2 separate regions of the Hordeum vulgare genome follow, and region 1 is linked to region 2. The links are chromatin contacts, called in public Hi-C maps. All regions are on one chromosome and are shown on one strand. Each heading gives the region's core, a stretch centred on a gene start, on an enhancer-like site or on the middle of the called end of the contact. The rest is flanking DNA. Distances are from core to core; before and after follow the strand shown.

Region 1 (4,953 bases), core at 618-3,117, 35 kb before region 2:
TACTCAGCGGTGATGCGTGTTTTTTTTACTATGCTGCCGGTGTATCTGCATCTTCTAGTATTTTTCTCCATGTGAGACGCTAACGAAAGTTAGATCTGTGGGGACCACGTCCCGAAATTGCTCACTGTACTAGTACTTGTACAAGCAACCGCCAGGGGCAGGACGGGTATTTGATGGAGTGGCAAGGCTCTTGGACGAAATGGAATGAGGCTGTGGGCCAGTGCATGGTAAAGTGTGTGAGAGTGAGATGGAGAGCAGGACCGCACGGCAAGCTACAGCGAACTTCTGGGCATGACCCAAAACCGAGGCCAGCTGGAGGAGCCGCGCGTGAGACCGGTCCATGGACCGAGCGCGAGCAAAAACCAGCCTTCTACGTACGTACGTGGTTTTTCATGCAAGATTTCAACTGAAAAACGCCTTGGTCAAACTGCTGTCAGATTGCTTGGTTGCGCACTTGCAGTGGAAATAAGCACCGATGGATTCCGGTAACGATGGTCTTCGGCCAGACAGCAGAGCGACCAGGGGGTGGACTTTTCACAGGACAAGTCCATGGACCGTGTCCAGGGCGTCCGGACATGCGAGGAGAGCGGCGACGGGAGCTGCGTCCCGGCCGTACCCCAGTCCCAGCTGGCTTCCGCTCATTCCCAGCTGGCCTCCCTCCCTGCGCTCAGCTCTGCCGGCCTGCGCCTTTTTCTTTTCTTTTCTTTATTGCTCGCGGACTAATAAAATACATTACGTGTAATAAAAACCGAGGCCCGAAATGTGGCCCATCCGCGCCACGCGCTGCCAGCCCTCCTCGAGATGCCGCTTCCCTCCACGTACGCATGCATGCAGGGGCCCACACCACACCCTTCCCGCCAGTCCAGTTGCTACACCTCCCCACCAACAATCATGCACGCTCGCTCGTGCACAAATTAATGTTTTGCCCTGCATATAATTATTCTTTGAATAAAATCCGCTTTATATTAAATAAAAGGATCATGCAGCTGCTGCACGGATTGTATTTTATGTGTTAATGATGATTATGATTTTTCCTGCATGCTTTTAAAGGCCTGGTTTCTTAAAATGTGCCACTTGTTAAAAATAAGAAGAAGAAATATTCCAGACCAATACATGAGCCTGCTGACATTGCCCAAAACAAGGTAAGCATATATAAAATGGTACCAGCCAAAATACTTGATCAACAACTCTCTCTATATGTATGTACACGACCTCTCTTCTAGTGGCGGTGGTTCACTTGACACATACATTATGCAAGTGTGCCGGTTTTGTATCGGGAAATAGCTGTGATCTGCATGCACGCCGCGCATAGATACAAGAGTGACTTTACAGCGTGTGTGTGCCTAATCATGAGGTAGGATACAATATACACCACCATCTAGTGTTCTCCTCTCATTCATCTGTTATTAGCAGTGCATTTCTTTTGTTATTAATTACGTCCAACTAAATCTGATGGTGGAGGAGTCTTGCCAATCATCATATGAAAGGGAGTAGAATACCCCGGTGGTCCACGGCATATATATATATGTATGCGATTTTATTTCTGGCAGCAAAGCTAGCTCGCAACCAGGTGAACCTAGCCCTACCTTGCATGACTTTTCATGGGTGGTGTAGATTATGTAGAGTTTCCAGCGTCCGAATATGGCCCAAAGCCCTTCTGATTGCTTCGCTAGGCTTGCTACTACATGCACCCACCACCAGCCTCGTGGGTATATAGAGTATTTTTCGCGGTGGGCAGTGTGTTTTGAAGGGAGCGAGACCCATGCACCCACCACCACCCTCGTGCTCGCGCCAAGCCCACGGCGGCCCACCCCCCGAGCCGGGGCCCGGGGCTCGAGTGGAGCGAGCACACTGGGAGGGAGCGCACTGTAACCCGTGCCTGGCAGCGGGTTCGGACCGCTCGATGGCCATCGGACGGCGCGCGGAGTGGCTGGCTGGTCAGGCCCGTGAGCTGGCGCACGTGAAAGGGGTGGTGGCGGAGCGAGCGTGGCAGACGAGGCTGATTTCTCAGTTCGTGCTTAGCTGGCGTAGCTGTACCACGTAGGCCCCACAGTGCAGCTGTAGCCGGGCAACCAGCTCGGCGGCATGTGACGGCTTGATTTCGGCACGGGGGCGAATATGGTGGGGCCGAGTGCGCCGCGACGAGGACGGCTGTGCCGCCGGGCCCGCCGACCGCCGTTTTACTCGCCGGCCGGTCGCGGCGTTGTTGCTCTGCCCGAGTGTGATTGTATCTGCATGGGTGGCTGAGCGGGAGCGACCGCGGCGAAAAGAGCTTTTCCCTTGCTCTCTTTCGGCTGCAGGCCACCTTGTCATGTTCGGAGGTGTCTCCTGCAAACGTGCTGTTTTCCAGGAAGCCAGGCATGCATGCAGATGCAGCGTGGCCACTGTAGCCGGATCCACCGTGGCAAACTAACCGTTTGGCTGGAGGGCAACCGATCCAGCACCGGTCGACACGTCCGTCCTCGTCCTCGATAGCTGCGCCGTGTACCTCGAACGTCTCGAAGCCGTGCGCCAGCTGGTACGTTTTGGTTCTGGAGAGCAGTGCGTGTCCTAGCTGGAAACAGAGGGAGGGAGGAGCGCTGAACAAACAAGACAGATTCCGCGGCCACGTCGACTGGAGCCGATTGAAAAGACCGGCCGGAGGTAGTGTGGCGTACCATGTTTCATAAGAACTACAAGTGGAAAGCACAAAGCGGACGGTGAAACATTTTAAGGATCGACAGAAGTGTAGTGGAGGTGCAGGTGAGCTGGCTCGCGGCTGGAGTGCAGAGGGCATGGTTAAAACATGGTTTTGTTTTGCTTCCATGGTTTGGTTTGGGGTTTAGGACAGGGCAGCAGCTCGTAGCGTACAGGCCAGCTGTTGTGTTTGCTTGTCCCGGGCCAGCCACCGCCCTCCATTTTTTTAACATCATGTAAACACAAAAATGCACGCGCATCATATTCCTATGAACAGTTTTGAGAGACTAAATCGGCATGTTATTTTAAAATTTATGAAATCATCGTAGGCTCCTCGTCGTAGACGGAAACGTCTCCTTCCATTGAATAGTTATCGTTGAAAATACCAAATAAATCCGAAAATAAATGCGACCACGAGAACTTGAACCCTGATGGGATGGCGATAACACATTCGTCGACTTTATAACCGTGTCATGCCATGGCTGCCATATCGATCCATCTACCCGTCCTCATGTGTAGCCTGGCTATGGCCAACTTGAATATCTGGACCAGACCTGGCCTAATCGTCCCATAGGGCCGGGCTCGGGCTTGAAAATTGAGCCCGGTAGTCGGGCGGGACGGGCTTGGGCTTAAGAAAAATGTGAATTTAGCCGCAGTCTGGCTGGATCGGTCGGGCTATGTCAGGCTCAGACCCAAAGCCCGACTAATTAGGTGTGAGCCTGACAGTCGGGCCGGTTCTGGGTTTTCAATATCAGCCTTTTTTCGGTCCATTCCGGTCTGACATATGCGGCGGTATAGCCAGCTCGGCCTTCGATGCTCTGCTACTATCACGTCGCCTTGTGCCCGCTCGACGCTCCTCTGCTACTATGACACCGCCTCATGCCCGCTCGACCCAAAAAAGATTGGGCGACGGGGATGGGGGTGAGGACAGCAGGGGGGGGGGGGGGAGGGGGCGAACTCGATTTTTACTCCGCACCCACGAGGTCAAGGAAATATAGGGGTTACATGTTGCTGGAAGTAAAAAAAATTTCTACCTGACCGTTTGATCTAGAATGAATGGCAAATCAAAAATAGATTGTTCAGGATTATAAGCCGAGTCACATGTCCTCTAGCTAGCTAGCTCCAGTTTTTCACGCCTCTAAGGTTTTTTTGGAGTTCAGCGAGGTGAATTGAATTATTTTCTCCTTCAAACAGTTATAGGGGTCGGTTAGAGTTCTCTCATATTCGGAGGCACGGACGAGAAAGCGGAAGAACAAGCATGTCATCTCTTAGGCCTTGTTTGGAACCACAATAGATTATGATAATCTGGATTATAAAGATAGAATATATAATCTATTTTTAAAAATAATATAGGTATACATGTTTGGAGGCAGATTATATAAACTGTAATCCGGATTTACATTGCATAATGACCTGTCTGTTCTTTGTTTTTTTAAAAGAGGCGGGTGGCGGTGGTAGGAATGTAATTATTTCCCACTTTACAGGGGTAATGGGTCATTAGCAATCCATAATCTGATTTTAGCAGGAGTAGAGTAGATTATGTGTTTTTAATAATCTGTCCATCTATTTTTTATAATCTACACCAGATTTTGTCATGTTTGAAGACAAAATAGATTATAAAAACTGGATTATATAATCTAAATGATTTCTAACAGGACCTTAATTAAGAAATCATCACTTAGCATAACATCTCTTAACAAATATTTACGATTATCTGCTAACTCAAGATTATCTACTAGGAGTAGAATGAAGCGCGGTACGTACGTAACCAGCAGTGGTAGAGTATATGTAGAATCGAACTGGCTCATTAACCGTGTACGGCCGGTACCGGCCGGACGAAACGATCGCAATTGTAATTTGGCCGTGCATGCGCGATCAGATCGAATCCTATTCCTAGGTATATATGGTGCAATTGCTGCGGCTATTGCAGACGGAGAAATCTACGGATTAATTCATCCCCGATTGGACAGTTCGTGGGCGAGGTTACTGCGCCATGCATGCACGTTAGAGAAACATAAGCCTATATATCGTGAAATTAACCGTCGGTCGTTTTCGTACTAGCTAGATCCATCACTGTCAGCCGGCCGTTCGGTGAGCGATGCCTAAGGTACGTGCGTACGGCCAGACGATCCTGCTGCTTCTCTCGCTGCCCATGGAGGTCCATACGTCGTAATACTTGCGTACGAGCTTAGGTAGACGACGCCATGAAGAAGTCGTCGATGTAGGTCGATCTTCCAGCGCCTCATTTGCGCGGCGTCCGGCCGGCCGGACGTACGT
Region 2 (4,587 bases), core at 975-3,474:
ATCATTGTCGGTCGATGCATTGTACTGACGATGTCCGAGAGGCTGTGTTCATAAGTGTTGCCCTCCTTTCTGTCACGCGCTCGGTATCAGTGTCGGTCGATGCATGATCTGGATGATATGAATGTGATGCAACAACCGATACGGGGTTGTATGGGAAGGACACGCGTGACGATCGTTTTTGGGTGGGCCAGGGCACTCAGAAGTTGGCATAATGTGAGCGGTCCAAATGCCCGCAAAGACTCCATTCGAGTTTGTTTTCGGTTTGTAAGAAAAATCACGTTTGGACTAGTGGACGGAACTATACATACCCATGTTAGATGACAAAACACGTCCGAACAGCGAAGTCTTATAAAGGTTTAAGGATAGGCACAAGATATGTCTTTAGGGCAACTCTAACCGGATCGTGAAAACAGACACAATCAATATAGCCGGCCATTCAAACCCATGAACAAACTAAAGGCGAACACGATATTTTATTAATACTAGATTTTTAATAACAAATATAATTTCAGTCTAGTCTACTCTTTGATGGTCTAGTCTACTATTCAACAACTAGTGCAGTCCGTCTTTCACATCCTATTCCTTGTTGGAGTCCGCCGTCTCACGTGGATATCGTTGGTAAAGATTAGGTCAATGATTAACGTGGACTATGCAACTTGGTGGTCATTATATTGTGACCCTGGGGCGCGGATTCTCTACCTTGCCATGGCAAAGGCACCGGTGACCTTGCCACAGGATCAAGAATGGACGACTCGGTTCGCTTGCGAGTATTGTTCCTAGTACTGTATATAGCGAGTCAATGTTCGTTCTTGATCCGACGAGTGAAGCTGAGCAAAGGCAAAGGTTACTGTTCGCCTGTGCCTTCGCCACTGCAAGGCAGACAATCCACAACCGCGACCCTGATGCGAATGACTCAGAACTAGCCACACTAAGAGCTTTTTCGTCCGCAATCGCGTGCACCGCCGTCGTGTCTGCCTCGCGATCTCGTCAAACAGTTTATCACACTTCACTTCTTTCTCACAGAGCCATCATCGCCCGCATCACACTTCACTTCTTTCTCACAGAGCCATCATCGCCCGCATCGTATCTCACGCACTCAGCATGGACTTGTACGCCCCTTGCTCATCCACGATGTCCGGATTCACCACGGCCATGGCCACGGTGGCTTACTCGTTCGCCTGCTCGCCAGCTATCTTGCACTCTACGAGCCGGTGTTCCTCCAGGGCTGTAAGTTATACCGTTGGTCTTCTTGCAACATTAGAAACACAGAGACCGGCATCGATGCCTATCCTACCCGCTGCATCCTCATCATGACGCCCTTGAAATGTGCCCCGTTTGTGGCATGGCGAATGTGATGATAGTGATGGGGGCTTGCTCCTCGTCCGATGCCCTAACATGTCCACACACGTTTGTGAGGTTTCGGACGTCCGGATGTATCTCGGACGTTCTTAGCAGGTAAATTTTGTCCGAACAAGGCGGTACAGATGTCTAGTGAAGGTTCGAAGTACTCCAATTTGTTTTTTGTTGAATCACCAATGAAGTAAACCGGAAATGAAATGTGCAATAATATAAGAGCATCTTCAACAGGGGTCTAAAATATACCCCGCACGCTAAAATATTTGTTTTTTTTGCGTTTGATAGCTTCAACAGAGGTTGTAAAATTGTGTGCGCGTTAAATTTTTTTGGACACGCGTTGAAAAAAGCTACCCCGTGCACTATATTTAATGAGTCGGTTTGCGCGCGCAGCAAACTCTGAGCTGCTGGAGTGGGGTTGCTGGATTAGGCTTGATTGAGCGTCGCACTAGCGCGCATCTGTTGAAGATGTTTCGATCCCCGCGCTGTAGAAATGCTACAGTGTCACGCTAAAAAAAATATTGGACACGAAATTTTTGCGCTGCCGTTGAGATGCTTAAAAAAATGGTATAACAAAAAGAAACGAGTTTGACGATTCGGCTCGAGATAATCTCACACGACTGCACATGCCAGCAAGGAACAACCCACCGGGCAGCAAGTCTGGTTAGCAATCTCATACCTTGAAATTGATATAGGAAGGAAGAATCTCGATGTAGTAGATCCGGCGAGTCGAGATGTGTACGTCACGGAACACGATCTCACGACGCCACACCATGCATCATGCATGGCGTGTCGCGGAGACTGACGTGACGACTGCGCGGCGATGGAGCTAGAGCTCACCATCGGTCATCCTCGGTCGCATTCCCACTATAGCTATCTAGCATTAATAACTCGCAGCAACGCACCAGTATTTCACGTACGAAAGGGACCGATGGGAGGGCAACTAATTACCAAAAAAAACACATGTCGCAGCGACCGATTTTGGAGGTCGACGTCGACGTGACACGATCCAGCCGCCGCGTCGCCGTCGCCTGGAAAAACATCTGCGACGCATGCATCATTGCATCCAATCGATCAGATCGTGGCCGGGGCGGCCGTTGACGATGGACGTGAAACACACGCGTTGTGTAGCTGGACGGCTCCGGCCACACCACCCGGTGATCGGTTGGTCTAAACTAAATGATGACCTGGACGCCTGAGGAAAAGATAGAAAAGGCAGCAAGCCAGCGGCCATGCAACTTGCCAGCTGATGGTGGCGTGGAGTGCCGGAGCAAGCCAGCGGCGCGACGCGGCGGGTTGTGCTGAAAACGTGGTCCACGTGTATCACACCATGCCGCCAGCGCCGATCATCTGTTTTGAGCGATCTTGCATTATTTTGTTATATATACCACTGTTGATAGAGATTGTAGGTAGTACAGTCTTTTTTTACTAGTCTTTTTTTTAACTTTTTTAATACGTTACGATCAAAATTGCTTGCATACATAAACGAAACGTACATTGTTGAAAAACCCGAAGTAAATATAAAAAAATGCAAGCATCAATCTAAAGTCGAACACTTGAACTCACATGAATAGAAAATGCAACTGTCCTCGTAACCATTCAACCACATATTGGTTCGCTTGCCTAAAAATATGAAAAACATAAAAATATTTATCTTATCTAGTTTATTTGCTTGCTTGCTATCATGCCTAGTTCTTCTCTTGTTTCGTGTACTCTCGGGAATGAAGTGCTTAACTTTAAAAAGGGGAGAACAAAGTTTAAAAGATGATTGGCATAAGATTTGCAATGCTCAAAATAGCTTAACTCATAAGCAATCCCTCGACATCTTGCTTCGTAACTTTTATGTGGGTATTACTACTTGGCATAGATTTGTTCTTGACATTATTACCGGTAGTAATTTCTTAACGAGTCATACTTCGGATGGTTTCAAAGCCATGGAAAATTTACTCGGACACCACCTATCACTATCGATGAAACTACATTAACTTTGGAGCATGTTATGCAAAGGCAAGAGATTATTGAAGATAAAATGTCTACCAAAGAACACATTGAGGATATAGATAAAAAGGTTCACAATCATATTACTCAGTTTGGATCAAATGTAATAATTACTTTGAAAATACTAAAGGAGAAAGATACAATTATCACTGGGAATGTGGAGCAAGGTCTTGATATAATTGATAAAATGGAGGACGTCATTGATAAAATGGGTTCCACTTTTGTCACTCCCTCTAAAACTAATGCTAGCACCTCTCAAAGGAAAAATTCTAAAGTTATGTATGTCCTTAAGAATACTATATCACTCCTATTAAAAGAAACACAGATCTTAAAATGATTAGTGTCCATCCTAATTCATAAACATAATAAGGGATCCTAGTATTAGTCTTCCTTGCTTAATTCATATGAAGCATGGTTGTGTGGTTTAGGAGCTTGATAAGAAGGATGACAACACTTGATACTATGTATTATGCCTAGGTATGGACGTAAAACGATATCGTTTGTTGGGAGGCAACCCAATAGTCATCTTTCTTTTACTTTCTGTTATTTTGTGTTCACACGATTATTGCTACAACTAGTAGAAAACAGGGCTTTGGTTCGGGCCTGGCCAGCCCATTAGTCCCGGTTCTTCACGAACCGGGAACCATGGGGGGCATTAGTCCCGGTTCATGAGCCCAGGGGCCGACCGGGGCCTCGTGGCATTGGTCCCGGTTCGTCTGGACCCATTTGTCCCGGTTCTAGGCACGAACCGGGACCAATGGGCCGCGCTCCTGGCCCACATCCATTGGTACCGGTTCGTGCCTTGAACCGGTATAGAAGGGGGCGTTAGTCCCGGTTTATGCCATGAACCGGGACAAATAATTTGCCTATATATACACATCGCCGCGGCAGAGCACTCTGTTTTTTCTGGCCGGCGAGGGGAGGGCATTTGGGTGCTCTAGCTCACCTCCTATGCACATGAGGTGTTCGATGAAATGCCCGAGCCACACTAGTTAAGCTTTCTCCTCTCGAAGCTCGACCTCGGAGCTCTATTTTTCCCGAGATTTGTCTAGATTTAGCGGTCCGTCACGCCCCGTCCCCGTTTTCACCGCAATTGATCGCCCGCGTCGATCTCGTCGTCGGCACTACCGTGGTGAGCCTCTTGTTCTTATATTCTTTCTGATTTTCTTACTTTAGATAGAGACTTGGCTGATTTTCTTACTTTAGATAGGGACTTGTCTGATTTTCTTAATTTAG

What was found. A called contact is a pair of places that touch in the nucleus more often than the background predicts.
Region 1: a contact with region 2 is called in a Hi-C map of seedling, with 2.2 times the contacts expected there. The contact joins two enhancer-like sites. A contact is called at or near these places in 2 of 6 Hi-C or Micro-C datasets (leaf and seedling).

Annotation. Positions count from the first base shown.
Region 1 is chr3H:593,198,180-593,203,132 of MorexV3_pseudomolecules_assembly, reverse strand. No RefSeq gene overlaps it. Among protein-coding and RNA genes, the nearest start is that of LOC123445453, 160 kb to the left of the region's middle. Within about 2 kb of position 1,867, at least 3 of the 3 cell types and tissues checked have open chromatin away from gene starts, as enhancers often do. A contact at or near this core is called in leaf and seedling, where this site is marked.
Region 2 is chr3H:593,163,873-593,168,459 of MorexV3_pseudomolecules_assembly, reverse strand. No RefSeq gene overlaps it. Among protein-coding and RNA genes, the nearest start is that of LOC123445453, 190 kb to the left of the region's middle. Within about 2 kb of position 2,224, at least 3 of the 3 cell types and tissues checked have open chromatin away from gene starts, as enhancers often do. A contact at or near this core is called in leaf and seedling, where this site is marked.